2 separate regions of the Gasterosteus aculeatus genome follow, and region 1 is linked to region 2. A link is a contact called in public Hi-C data. All regions are on one chromosome and are shown on one strand. Each heading gives the region's core, a stretch centred on a gene start, on an enhancer-like site or on the middle of the called end of the contact. The rest is flanking DNA. Distances are from core to core; before and after follow the strand shown.

Evidence for each region. Hi-C and Micro-C count contacts between places; a contact is called where the count stands out from the background.
Region 1: a contact with region 2 is called in a Hi-C map of skeletal muscle, with 4 times the contacts expected there. The contact joins the enhancer-like site here to the promoter of LOC120811413 in region 2. A contact is called at or near these places in 2 of 6 Hi-C or Micro-C datasets (liver and skeletal muscle).

The regions. Positions count from the first base shown.
Region 1 is chr21:17,515,027-17,517,726 of fGasAcu3.hap1.1, forward strand. No RefSeq gene overlaps it. Among protein-coding and RNA genes, the nearest start is that of eef1a1l3, 29 kb to the right of the region's middle. Within about 2 kb of position 1,270, at least 1 of the 9 cell types and tissues checked has open chromatin away from gene starts, as enhancers often do.
Region 2 is chr21:17,445,783-17,448,482 of fGasAcu3.hap1.1, forward strand. LOC120811413 (progressive ankylosis protein homolog) reads right to left here and starts at 1,348. Exons shown (of 5, transcript XM_078095991.1): 1 at 442-1,348. The coding sequence starts at 537.

The DNA of each region.
Region 1 (2,700 bases), core at 20-2,519, 69 kb after region 2:
TGAGCCGAGCCGAGGACATTTTACCCAAATCTCCGCAGTTGACACACAAAAAAAAGCCGAGGGCAGAAAAAACGTTGGTTCACAAAAACGTTCGTATCTGGAGCGAACAAAAAGCACAACCGCTGCACGTTATCACTGGCAAGGCGGCCCCGCCGCGCTCCGCAGGCAGCGGTTGGGTTATCTGCAGCAACACGCGCGGCCAGATTACGCGCGCTGCGGCCGGCGGTTTTCGGGTTCAACAGTCCGACGACGTTGTTACTGCGCGACAAAAGCACAAAACAAACCGCCCCCCTGTTCTTCCTGATTTCCAGGGTCAGGAATGCTAAAAGCTCTGAGACATACTTCATGGTTGGGCATCAAAGGGCCTTGCGGGTCCTCGAGGGCTCAAGCTTAAGTAAGCCTCGGGTGAGTGATGGGAACACTCTGCACAGGGAGAAGGAAGGAGGCGGCTTGATGTACAGCGGCTACGTCCTTTTTAACGCGTTGAGCGTGAGGAAAACACGCAAACTGACTTCAGCTGATTCCTTCCTCTTTGAAGCGCTCCCCTGACAGTAATATTAACACCCACGCGCGTTACTCACCGAGGGTCAAGTTGAGCGCTCAATGATGTGCACGGTTACTCTCCCACCGCAGAACATGACCTCTGAGGGTCCGGCGTCGCTTCACTGGGCCCACTCGCCTTCCCTCCCTCCCTCCCAGGAGCCTCCTTGTCGGGTGAAAAGGGCATTTCGGCGTCCGTAATCCATAATATGAGGCGCGTTTAGACACGAGCGCTCCGAGGGCCTTTAAATGAGGTTGTCATACGGTGGGGGATTCATCGGGGTCTCATCAATGTACAAAGTCCTGATGAAAAAGCATTAAGGCAGCGTAAAGTCTCCCATTCAGTTTGCAATAGAAAACAGGAAGGTTAAGATTGAAATTCTTGAGTTTTTAATCAGCGGGTCATAAAACAAGGCTTCTCACTTCCAGCAGACTGTTGACACCCAAAGTGAATGAAGCGGAAGTAGAAATAGAGACACTGAATTTTACCTGCAAGTCGTGTCGGATTTGTTATCTATAGAAAGTATTTTGAGGATTATTATTATTCTGTTGTAACCCACTTAGTCTATTTACACAATTCAGTGTTCCTCTTTAGCATATACTGAGGTTTTAAAGACGCTTTTTGCTTGTGACCCATTAGTGGAAGTGAACGCGCCTCAGTTGTGAATCACTGTTATCAGCAGCCTTTGTTATCCGCTCGGGAGTCAAAACAAAACAAATATTATCTGTATGTGGGTAACGTCATCGAAAATATCCCATTAACCTCCCTGGAATGCCCGCCGGAGGATCAACGACAGCATGGGAAGATCACGCGTTCAGGGATGTTGAGAGCGCTTCTGTTCTTTGCTGACAGGCGTAAATCAAACGTGACACGCGCTGCAGCAGCCGATCTTGGCACTCGGTGGTGCTTCCACGGACGAACCTTCTGGACACTCGACGTTTCGCCACCGAGAGGTGAAGGACGGTTGTTTGGGAGGATACACAATAAGTAGACGGCTCAATGCGAGATGTGAAAGAGCCTTGGTACCTTTTTTTTGTACAAAAAATGGGATCGATTCCTGCACAGAGAGCCCAGGTACTGAAGCCCGGGACCTGGCTTCCTCACGACTACTCAAACCCAGATCAATAATAAACCAAGTTCTGTGGGAAGGTAGAAGTAGTTCATCAACGCGCTGACGTGGCCCACGGAGGGTCGGCAACCTGCGACCAGAGCCGCCTCTCGGAAAGCACCTCCGGGTGACGAGCGATCGGCCTGCCAGATAAGGGGGGAAAAGACTGTGATGTGGCAACACCGTCTGTTAGAGCAAAGGAAGCGTGTTGTTTTCAAAATAGGAACACGGGCGGTTCAAGCGTGTTCAAATGACATACGGGACCGTTGGGGGGGGGTTTTTGGGGGGGGGGGCGTCCAGGTAAACGTTTGTTACAGGTAAACACGGGAGTGGCGGTGTGTAAAAAAACACAGTGTAGCAGCGGTTAGAGAACCGTTGGCGTCGGCGTAGGTGAAACGGGATCTGTTTTTCATTTCAGCATCTTTGACGACATTTTAAAAAATCCAGTATTCTTTGTTTTTAATAATGCTAACAATCGATGAATGCATTTCGGGACAAAGTCCTCTGCAGACCTTTCCTAGAAGGTCAGAGGTCACACTGCCCAATTAGACAAGACAGCGGTTAAACAAAGCGGTAAAAGGACGGCCGAGCGAAAGCCTGTGCGACGCGAAAAAAAAGGTTTCCTGAATTAAATCCAAATATTTACCTCCGTCTCTTTACCTCAATTATAAAACGGGAGTGGCCTTCGTCCGCCGGGATGCTCGGGCCAAGGACACCGACGCTGGTGTTGGCGGTGGGGGGGTGGCGGTGGGGGGTGGCGGGTCTGACATTGCCGTGAATAAAACATGATGGTATGTTGGTAGCGACGACCGAGAAGCCCCCCCCTGCATTATTCATGTGGAGCAGCGCGGGGAGGGGAGATGTTTTGGTGGTTGAGGAGCTCAGTAGAAGAAGAAGAAAGCGAGGGCGGGGGCGGGGGGGGGCGGGGGGTGAAGGTGTCAGGGTGTTGCCCGGCAGTAAAGACGAGTGAAGGTCGTAGCACCAGCGACTGCCGCGGTCGCCCTGAGGCCTCTCCCAGCCGTCCCCGCGCGGCCCTGTTATTAGCAGTTGG
Region 2 (2,700 bases), core at 98-2,597:
CCCCGAACAGGCCTCGGATCTGATGAGCGATCGAACGTTAAAAGCAACGAGCGGCTGCGGTGACGCGCGCGAAACACACGGTCTTCGTTTAGCGACGGAAAGCCCGGACACGGGCCTCCTCCTCGGCAATGTAAATAAAGAGCTGACGGGTGTCTTCACGCCGCCTCTCAGCCAGCCAGCTAAGCTAGCTGTAGCTAACCCCCAACCGTCTTCAACCGACGGGACGAGTGGGTGGAGATAATCAGCGTCCACGTCGGACAGACGGCGTTCTATCTGGAGATAACGCAAGAAAAAAAAGCAGCGGTTGACACATTGAAACCCAACGGAAAATAAATAAATAAATATATATATATATATTTAAACATAGCCGCAAAGAGCAAACGGGAGTATGTTTATGTCATTGGGCGATAATAAATAACAAAAGAAAAAGGAAGACGTTACCTGTTCTCCGAGGTCGATGGCGATATTGGTGATCGCCAAAGGCACCAGAAAGCGGATGAGAGGCCAGTAGGGACTGAGAGATGGAAACTCCACCATAGTACAAGCCGGGAGGACAGAGCGAGGGGCATCGGCCTCGGTCTTGATCGATTAGACAGGAAAAAAAAAATATCTGAAAAGATTATAACGGGCTGGTTCGGCGCTCCGAGCACCTGCGTTTCGATGCGGGGAAAAAATAAATAAACAACCGGGTGGGAGCTGGTGGTGGTGCTGGTGGTGCTGGTGGGGGAGGAGGGTGAAGCTAAGGGAAGCGGCGGCGGGGGCCGAGCCGCTCCGGCGGCGCTTCAAGAGGCTTCGGTGCGGATGAGCGGAGGCGAAGGTCAGACAGGCGCATCTTCTTCCTCAAGAACCATCATCGACTGAGGAGGAGGAGGAGAAGAAGAACGAGGAGGAGGAGGAGGGGGGGGGGTACCTAACCAACGCGGGGGGCGTGCCGCCGCTTCTTCCGGTAGAGATTGGGATAATACCAAAAATAAAAAGGAGAAGCGTTAATCCGAGACGTACTTGGATTAGTTCCTGTCGCGGCGCGTCGGACTGCGCGTGTGCCGCTGCGCAGTCCGAGTTCGCTGTCGAACCTCCCCGCGGGGCGCGAGCGCACGGCGCTGCCCTCCATGTGGTGCCAGGCGCGCCGGCCGTGACATCATCAGCGATTTATAGTACCGCGTGAAACACCCACACACGCACGCACGCACGCACGCACGCATGTATGTATGTATGTATGTATGTATGTACAGGAAGACGGGGGTGAGTAATGTGTGATTACGTTGAAGCAGGCGCGCGCACAGGGTGTTGTTGTGACTCGGCATATGAAGGTGAATGCGCGTGCGTGTTTGGAGGAGCACGTGTGTGTACAAGTCCCGCATGTTGGGGGAAATAACGCCCCCCCGCGTGGACATCATAGCTACGAGATTTGTTTAAAAACATTGTCCCTTCTTTGAAGACAAACAAACAAATAAGCGCTGAGATGGTAGAAAGTCTCGTGACACGCTGACTCCTGCTGGACAAAGTCAGACTAATTCATTTATTTATTCATCCAAATGGGGGGAGACAAACATTCATTTTATTGGTGATAGGTGTGTGACTCCTTATATTTTCAAAACATACATCTTTTTATTATTATAATAACTAGTATGTACATTTTTGTTGATTTCTATTTGTCTGAAAACTGTTTTCTTACTATGTTGTTTGTCATGAACCCAAAATATCCAAGACAAATTCCTTGTTTGGCCAAACTTAACTGGCGGTATACACGATGCCCCCCAAACTGAAATAATAGAATCAGAAACGTAATTGTTTTATATTGTGAAATATTTCCTGTTGTTTAAACATCTGTTTCAGCGTAAAAGTGAATTAGTTTTTTTTTTACGTTTAATGTCAGACATGAAATGCACATCTCTACATTGATGTCGCTCTACATTGTTTCCTTTCACACACACACACACTCACAGGAAACCACTATGGTCGGTTAGCCGTTAAGGTCAAGTGGAAACACGCTACCGTTGTAGGAGCTGTGAGTTATGTTCAGTCAGAAGTTGTTTGTGCGTCAGCTTGGTGCCTGAGGCAGATTCTGTGGACCTTTTTACGAGCAGACGTCCCTTTCCGTGACTAAAGTAAGATGATCAGGCCTCTGTACCTGCGAGTACACTTCGTGGTTGATCCTTAAAGCTGCAAAATGATTCCTTTATGTGTCAGTATTTCAGCGCGATAACAGAGGACTATAGTTTTAAGTCAATCATTGACTTTTACAAGCTGTTTTTTTTAGGTTTACTGCAGAATATATTCTGCACTCTGTACTCATTTTGTTGGGGCGGTTTTGGATAACGAAGCTCAAATGGTGCCCAAAGACACAAATTGAGTTAAAGTGTGTCTCTATGCATAACAGTTCTGTGTATTCAGTACAATGTTGCACAATGTTCTTGCAGCTGCAGTAGATGGTGACGACTGATGATCTCTGTGTTCATCTTTAACTACTTGGAAGATCTTTACAAGTTTCCCAGGATATAAAAACACTTCGAAACTTTGATTCTATTGTGTGTTTTCAAGGAGTGTACGAAAGCCTCCTTTACGAGTTTCTAGAGTAACAGATGTCCCTCACCCTTCATCTAAACAGGTTTTTTCTTTTAATGTTTACTACAATGAACAAGTTTGGGGATTTCTAAACAGGAAACTTAATCATTTCACGCTGAAACGTGGTAGAAGTTT